3 separate regions of the Sus scrofa genome follow, and regions 1 and 2 are each linked to region 3. The links are chromatin contacts, called in public Hi-C and HiChIP or PLAC-seq maps. All regions are on one chromosome and are shown on one strand. Each heading gives the region's core, a stretch centred on a gene start, on an enhancer-like site or on the middle of the called end of the contact. The rest is flanking DNA. Distances are from core to core; before and after follow the strand shown. Region 1 holds the start of MAN2C1 (alpha-mannosidase 2C1). Region 2 holds the start of SIN3A (paired amphipathic helix protein Sin3a). Region 3 holds the start of PPCDC (phosphopantothenoylcysteine decarboxylase).

Region 1 (2,700 bases), core at 100-2,599, 300 kb after region 3:
TCTTGGAACACCGGAGGCTCTCTGAAGCCCCGCTGCTTTTAATTTTGAGCAGGAGCTGAACGCTAAAAGCTGTGCTTCCGAGGCTCTCCCTTCTCCTCCTAGCTGGTGGCTGCCGGGCAAATCCCTCCCTAAATAAAGTGAGAAGTTTGACGCTGATTCTGCGAAAGGCCAGGGACAGAGACAGGCACGATGGCCAGGAGGTCACCCAGTCTCAAAAGCTACAAGCGGGCACCACCCTTGCCCTCTGGTCCCAGTCCAGACCTCTGGCTACCCAGGAAAACCTGCGTTCGCTTAACGTGGAAAGAGCCTGGTGCATTCAAGCCAACCAGCGGGCAGGTGTTTAATGAGGGAGGGCTCTGCACCCCAGTAACCTCAGCTTCCTCTACTACATGTTTTATTTCATGTGTAAGGGTAACTGCTGCCCATCACCAGAAACTGAAATTTTGAGATGGCAGATCACAGACGTAACAATCATGATTCTAAGAGAGTGATACATTTCCCTTCATGGGACTGACTTGTTTAGAGAAGCCATAATTCCAGAAACACCAATTTCATCCTCGTGTTAACTCTGGTTATCTAATGGCAGCGTTTTTCCCCCTCCTAGGACTACTAGAGTCCTTGTCTGTAAAACCATTAGGAAAAAAAGAATATACACAACATGAGCCCTAATGTTTTAATGGAAACACTGACCAAGTCAGGTTTACAGTATTTCAAATGCGAATAGTAGGGAAAGGTAACTAAGTACAGAATACCAAACGTGATTTAAAATATGGATATAACCCTGGAGTTCCTGATGTGGCTCACAGGGGAAACGAACCCAACTAGGAACCATGGAGTTGCGGGTTCGATCCCTGGCCTCACTCAGTGGGTTAAGGATCTGGCATTGCTGTGGGCTGTGGTGTAGGTTGCAGACATGGCTCCAATCCAGTGTTGCTGTAGTTGTGGTGTAGGCAGGCAGCTGTAGCTCCAATTGTACCCCTAGACTGGGAACTTCCATGTGCTGTGGGTACGGCCCTAAAAAGCAAAATAAATAAATAAAAATATCAACTTGCTGCTGTAAGGTAGGCTGAGTTGAGCTTGGGGCTCAGATGTCAGAAGGCAGTAGGTTTTAAAAAACTGCTTGTGGGAGTACCCACTGCAGCACAGTGGAAGCAAATCCAACTAGTATCCATGAGAATGCGGGTTTGATCCCTAGCCTTGCTCAGTGGGTTAAGGATCCGGCGTTGCAGTGAGCTGTGGTGTAGGTGGCAGGTGCAGCTTGGATCCTGTGTTGCTGTGGCTGTGTTGTAGGCCGGCAGCTTTAACTCCAATATTACCCCTAGCCCAGGAACTTCCACAGGCCGTACATGAGGCCCTAAAAAGCAAAGAAAAAAAAAAGAACAAAAAAGTACTGCTTTCTTTGTGCACTGATAAGTTGGGGTTTTCTCAACTGGCCCCGAAACCCTATCCTAACCTGCAAGCAGCTGCTCTGGGCATAACCCTATGCAGAGACAGCAACAGCTGGGGCTGCCCTGGTCAGGTCTCATCAATTTCAGTTCTAAGTCATCATGATCTTTCTTAAGCGACCAAAGGGGGACAGATAAGTTATTGCTGAGGAAACCTGAAGATCCTTCCCCACAATCACTGCCCCAGCTTCACCAGAGAATCTCCTCCCCCAAAGCTGTTTTGCCACCCTATACTTTTGGGCTCAGAGACTCCTGTAATTGTCCTGCCCCTCCACTGCCCACGCTCCACAACAAAAAAATCTAAAATCGGAAGTCTACTCTGTGTTATAAAAGTCCAGAGCCAAAATATGTGGTTTAATGATGGTGATGTTGGGGATTTTCAATTAAACAAAACCACATAAAACACTGTCAGTTACTTTACTGACATGACTAGGGTGATAATGGTTGCTGGAGAAAAATCCATCAGAGTACTGGGAGAGGCTCAGCTGGTCTTTGTTCACAAAGTCCAGGCTGACCACATATAAAAATCCTAATCACTCATATTTAAATATCTGCCAGTGAAAATTTATGTAATTAAAAAAATTATGTATATTCCATTTGCAGCTGCTAATGAAATGTATCAAATTTCCCTCAACTCCATTTATAATCACACACTTCTTTCAAATACTGGTTTGGTATTTAAGTTGTTCACCCCCATTTCCAATAGGAATAAAAAAAATAGAAGTGCAAACTACATAGCTGAACGACTTGCCTAGGTATAAAATATTTCCAAACAGTTGAAATAGGGGGAACAGTGTGTACTAAAAGAATAATTCTGTACTAAAATAAATGAATAATTCTATTTTCTTTTTATGGTCACGCTGTGGCACATGGAAGTTCCTGGATCAGGGGTCGAATTGGAGCTGCAGTTGCTGACCTATACACAGCCACGGCAATGTGGGATCCTTAACCCACTAAGCCAGGCCCAGGATTGAACCCATATCCTCATGGACAGTGTGAGGTTCTTTACCCGCTGCGCCATCAAAGGGAACTCCTGAATAATTCATTTTAAAAATCCGAGATATTTTTATTTGGGACAAATGCCAACTGACTGATATTTAAAGCAAAATCCTATTTGTATCGTAGATAAGGAACTGAAGCCCAGATCCCTGCTTCACAATAGTTTTCTGGTGAGGACAAGGGAGTTTATTCCTTAAGTACGAACCAAGCTTTATTTATTTACAAAAAAAAAAAAAAAAAAAAAAAAAAAAAAATT
Region 2 (2,700 bases), core at 120-2,619, 380 kb after region 3:
TGGAGACTGTTTTCCCAGTTTCCGACCTTCACTGCCCCTTTCAGGCCACCCCCTCGTGGGCGCGCTCACACGCCTGCGTCCCCGCCTCCACCCCATCCGCAAGCGAGGAGCACGACCGGGGGATGGGAAGGGAGCTGCCGCCGCCTTGGGGTGGGCGGGGAAGGAGGCAGCTCCATGTTTGCAAGGGGATCAGCTGGGGCCGTGAGTCGAAGCCGCCGAGTTCCTGGAGGTTTTCCACACCCCCGGGCCGTGTTCCGGCGCCGAATGCTGGCTCTACTGCCACGGCCCGGGAGTTCGGAGAACCCAGACCGGCGCATGGGGCTAGTGCCGAGGTGCGGGGGCTCTTTCCGGTGGCTTCCCCCGGCTGCCCCTCCCGCAAGTCCGGCGTTGCCCCCGCCCCCAGAGTCCATAACAACCGCGGGCCCTAGGCACCCGCGCCTCTCCTGAGCGCGCCCACCGCCCCCTCGGACAAGTTTGCAGACAGAAACAAAACCCTCGGGCGGCTGCCGCCTTCGCCCAGCGTCGTTAGCGGGGAAAGCCACGGGCCCCGGCTCCCTTGCTAACTCCAGCTCTCGACCAACTCCGGGCGCCGCGGACTCAGTGGGCCCGGCCAGCCGGGCTCAGGCCGCCGCCCCCTGCCGAGCCCGCGCGCCGCAGCCCAGGCCTGGTTCCAGTCGGTGTACGGAATCTCCCCTTTTTTCTTCTTTACAATAATTTTTTAAGGCATTCCAGGAGCGAGGAGGATCTCCTCCTGCTGGCACCTTACCCAGTTCGCCGCCGAAACCTACCGAAACCGGCCGCTCGGTGAAATAAACTAGGCAGCACGGCCGGCACACTGGCGACCCCAGGCCGGGCCGACCCCCTCCCCACGGATCCGGCCGGGCTTGGAAACACACTGGCGAGCGGGCGGCGCCAAGAGCTCTCCTTCCTGGCCTGCCCCTCGCCTCCCTCGGCCGCCGGACTCCAAGCTCCCCTAGCTCCGTCCCAGGACCCGTTGCGCCGGTACCAGGGCGCACTGGCCGAAGCGACCGGCTGGTGAACTAGCCCCCCAAAACGCCCAAGATTGGGGAGACCAAATTAAAAGCAGCTGTTTAACATACCTTCCGAGCCAGGCGAGGAGTCCTGAATGGGGGGGAACGCCCCCCACGGGCCATTGGCTCCCCGCTGCTCTCGTCAGTCATCCTGGGCCCGCCTCCCCGCCTTGCTCCACCTCTTCCCCTTCATTGAACGCCCCCTCCCTCCAAAAAAAAATCCAAATAAATAGATTAAAGTATCCGTGAGTGTGAGCCGCATCTGTGACAGAGGACCCTATATCGAAGGTACCGCCGCTTCGAATTTCTTGAGGCCTTTGGACTGGAAGGAGACCTACTGTGACTCGGAGATCCTCTGGGTGGACACGGAGGAGGAGCTAGCCGGGCTACCCAGCCCCTACTTCCTTCACACACACACCCCATTTGGAACTGAGCAGAGGGAGGCGGGTAGGGATACCCTAGCGACTGGCTGCAATGTCCCGACTCCCCTGGCTGTGTAACCTAACCGTGGACGGCCCATTTTCTGTTAGGCGACTGCCTAAAAATGAACGGTGTAATTGGAAAGTCGTATGTTCCGGGCAACAGGCACTTGCCTGAGCACTTTCTGGGGTGAGGCAGACAGAGTCATACCGCACCTGCTGCTTGGGTGCGATTACAGAGACTGAATGAGATGCTCACTCTGCACTATCCAAGGACTCCAGATCTATCTACCTGAGGAGATGCTACAGAAAGAACTAAGGCAATGCAGAAATGTATATATAAATAGACATCCACAGAATCTCGGAGCAAGGAGCTTCTTTCTGAGGAAAAGTGGTAAAGTCTTCCTGGAGGAGGTGGCACGCAAGTTGGGTCTTAAAGATTTCATCAGGCGGAAGTGGAGGGGCAAGTCATTTTCAGCAAAGGACACATAGAGGTGAATGCAAAATATTAAGAAACACTAAAAGTGTGGCTGTAGTCATGAAAATCAGGTTTGGAAAGATGGAGTCAGAGAACAGAACACTATACTACCTTGTTAAAATTCTCAGGCTTGCACAGCAGAATGTGCAAGCAACATGACTGGTCACAAAATCACGGGCCCAAAACTATGGTTTAAGATGCTCAACATCCCAGCAGCTGGATGGATTCTGAGGGTAGGTTGAATGAAGCGTGCCTGCAGGCAGGAAAGTGAAGCAGAAAGGCTGTTGTAATAATGGGTTTGGAGATTACAGAGTTACATATTCTGGTGGGAGGGGTGGGTGGAGAGAGCCAAGAGGTTTCATCTCTCTCCAAGCCCCCAATCCAGAAACCCTTCCCTATCAGCAGTCCTCACATCAAAACTCTGCCTCACATGCCTCTGTGAATCATTTGTAGTGTTTTTGTCATAACTTTACACCAAAAGAGTTTTGGCAGGGGTAGCAGGGACAGAGGCTACCCCACATATCACCAAGCCTGGGGCCAGGGTACACAGTGGGTGAGGAAGAAAGACTTATTGATTGATGGATCCAGGTAATTCATGTGAATGATGTAGAATGTGCAGAAAGTGAAGGGCCTTAAAGTCCTGTGAGCAGAATGGGAGTCTGCTGCCAGTTAGGCTATCCCAACAATTCAGGTGAGATGTAACGAGGACTTGACCAGGGCTGTGGCTATGGGTAAGCAAGAATACAAATGGAGAACTGCAGTGGCTTGGGTG
Region 3 (2,700 bases), core at 145-2,644:
TCTCTTTGGTAGCTCCAAGAGTCCTGTGGTCCAGCTGCCAGCCCAGCATCCTTGAAATGTTGGATGCTCTCTCCAATCAATTTCCTGTCCTACCTGCCTTTCCTCTTTCCTGGCTCAGACCTATATGGCCATGATCTGGTTCTGCCCTTGGGAAAACCTGCTACCTGTGGGCAGCCCAGCTTGTCCAGGTTCTGGGATGCTGCATCTCCTGGCAACTATGCATTTTCCTGGGAAGGGAACCAATATGAGAAGTGGGGCTGGGCACAGATTCATCTCTGCTGGATGGCCTGGCATGAGGGTGGAGGAAGGCCCCGAGAATCCTCAGATCTGTGGCCAGCCAGTGACCTGCTTTTGCGTTCTGCTGGTGCCCATTGCCCTTCTTTGTTTCTGGGAGACACAGACCATTCTCCATCTGGCAGTTGATCTGCTGAGCCAATGTATCTGTCTGTGATAACTGAGTGAACCATAATAAAGGGGAACATTTGGCCCTCTGTGTCCTGCTGTGTCATGTGTCTTCATGTGGCCCCATGTGGAGCCTCAACATAGGCTGTGGGGCATATAGGTAGAGTGTGTCAAGGGGGTCTGTGGCCAAAGTTCACACACCTCTGTGAGGTTCTTTCGCTGAGGCAGTCTTGAAGTTGCCATAGAGGCCTTCTGCCTTTTAGAAGGAGGAGTTCCCTGAGTCAGATGTAGAAGGCTGGATCAGTGGGTGAGGGGTGGTTTGGGCCAGACTGTCACTGTAGGCAAGGGCAGGGGTAGAGCACAGAGGTCCCCACCTCCACTCTCATCGAAGGAGATCAGCAACTGATTGAGCAGCCTCAAGGAACATAAGGGGATCCGGAGGCCTGTGGATGCTGGAGAATGAAGACAGGGAAGTGTAGCCAACATACACTTTCTGCTGCTTTCCTTTTGCCAATGCTGTGTCCCCCACGTGGAGGGCTGTTCTGGCACTCCATCCAAGCTCCTGGTATCTTTCAAGATCCACCTTGGGTGGCTCCTCTGAGAGGACTTCGCTGCCTCTAGCTGTTACTTAGGTCCCTCTGCTTCCTCATAGACCTCATTCTGTACAAAATTCCCTGTTTGTCTCAAGAGCAGGGAAGAGTCTGATTTATCTCTATCCTGTGCACTTAAAACATATAAGAGGCTCAGTAAATATTAAGTGCCTCAGTGGTGAGAGCATGAGATTGGGGGTGGGGAGTGAGGAGGTCAGGTAATCAGGCTAGACCCAGGAGAGAGCACAGGAAATAACGAACCTGGCAGTAAGGGGTCCCCCGCAGCACTCTCCCAAGTGGACTACAGCTCCCAGAAGGCTGCGCGTTCGCGTAGGCTGCCAGCGGCTCTGGAAACGTTGCGTGCAGCCAGAATCAGCGGGAGGAGCGGCCGAGGTATCGCGGTATTTGGGGGCTGCCCCCGAGACACGCCTGCCGCGGGTGAGGAGTCAAGTGGGTCGTGGGGTTTGGTTTCTCGCACTGGGGCGGGAGAGAGGCTGGAGTAGCTTCGTTGGTGACCTTGGTTCCGTGCCTGTGTGTGTCTGCTCACTTTCCGTGCGCGTGCGCTGCGGGTCTGCGGCTGTGTGTGTGTGTGTGTGTAGGGGCTGTGGAGCTTGTGGCGCCGGAGCGTTAGGAATCCCTTTGCATCTCTGTCCTGAGGTGGGGGGTTTATATCTTCGCCCCCACGCTTTTTGCAACTCTGCGATTGCCTAGTGCCATTTAATCTAGCTTAAAAGGTGGCCCTGTCAGTTCCCCACATTTGCCGCTTGCCTTAAAAAAACAAAAAACAAAACCCGCTATCCTGCTTTCAAAAATGAATGGGGACCGCGCAAAGTACAGACTATCTTACAAGTTGGTAAACTAGAAAAAGGAAAACCTTAGGATATTGCAGTTTTCCCCTAACTCTACTTAAAAGTGCTGAATGACTATTCAAAATGAGAGTGAAGGAATTCCAGTTGTGTGATTCACGAGGTAATGTACCCGATTAGTATCCATGAGGAGGCGGGTTCCATCCCAGGCTTCGCTCAGTGGGTTAAGGATCCAGCATTGCCCGTGAGCTGTGGCGTAGTTCGCAGAGGGGCTCGGATTCCCCGTTGCTGTGGCTGTGGTGTAGGCCAGCAGCTGTAGCTCCGATTAGACCCCTAGCGTGGGAAGTCCATGTGCCGCACCTGTGGCCCTTAAAAAAAAAAAAGGGAAGAAAAAAGAAAGAAAAAGAGAAAAAAAAGAGGAAAAATTTTGTCAGCGAAAAACCTCATGCTGTACTTTGAGGTATTGGAGGCCGTTGCCAGATAATAGGCAGGAGAGATTCCCAGGTTGGGGAAGTGGTGGGGATCTTGCGGCAGGAGTTTTCCACATCTCTCCCAATGGTTGAGAGGTGGCAGTACTGTCAGTCCCTTGCTAGTAGCGCTGTGTGTGCATGTTATATTTACCTATGTATCCTTAGCATGTGGCCTTGAGGTGGGGTACCTAATGAGACTCTAGGAGCAGCAGACTCAAGCATGCTTGCCTGGGTTTGAGACAAGAGCAATCTTAGCAGAATGTCAAGACCTTGAGCTCTCTCTGAAGAGTTCCTTGCCTTTCCTTGGAAGAAGGAGTTTAAAATGCCCCTGTGGCCACATGACTCCTTTTAACGACTTTGGGTTTGGGGGCAGAGTGCCACTATGAGCTATAACTGTTTAGTTATTACTGGAGCAGAGTTGTATTGACTGGT

Evidence for each region. Hi-C and Micro-C count contacts between places; a contact is called where the count stands out from the background. HiChIP or PLAC-seq counts read pairs in DNA pulled down with a chosen protein or histone mark.
Region 1: a contact with region 3 is called in a Hi-C map of subcutaneous adipose tissue, with 3 times the contacts expected there. The contact joins the promoter of MAN2C1 here to the promoter of PPCDC in region 3. A contact is called at or near these places in 1 of 5 promoter capture datasets (liver), 2 of 47 Hi-C or Micro-C datasets (embryonic fibroblasts and subcutaneous adipose tissue) and 1 of 2 datasets of contacts at active chromatin or transcription factors (alveolar macrophages).
Region 2: a contact with region 3 is called in an H3K27ac HiChIP or PLAC-seq map of alveolar macrophages. The contact joins the promoter of SIN3A here to the promoter of PPCDC in region 3. A contact is called at or near these places in 4 of 47 Hi-C or Micro-C datasets (embryonic fibroblasts, heart right ventricle, psoas muscle and 1 more) and 2 of 2 datasets of contacts at active chromatin or transcription factors (alveolar macrophages and skeletal muscle).

The regions. Positions count from the first base shown.
Region 1 is chr7:58,245,913-58,248,612 of Sscrofa11.1, reverse strand. It overlaps MAN2C1 (alpha-mannosidase 2C1), which reads right to left and starts at 1,349. Exons shown (of 26, transcript XM_005666137.2): 1 at 1-1,349. It overlaps SIN3A (paired amphipathic helix protein Sin3a), which reads right to left. Exons shown (of 23, transcript XM_021099023.1): 23 at 2,487-2,700.
Region 2 is chr7:58,170,490-58,173,189 of Sscrofa11.1, reverse strand. It overlaps SIN3A (paired amphipathic helix protein Sin3a), which reads right to left and starts at 1,369. Exons shown (of 23, transcript XM_021099023.1): 1 at 1,101-1,369.
Region 3 is chr7:58,547,985-58,550,684 of Sscrofa11.1, reverse strand. PPCDC (phosphopantothenoylcysteine decarboxylase) reads left to right here and starts at 1,394. Exons shown (of 6, transcript NM_001243368.1): 1 at 1,394-1,430. SCAMP5 (secretory carrier-associated membrane protein 5) reads left to right here. Exons shown (of 7, transcript XM_001924572.4): 7 at 1-495.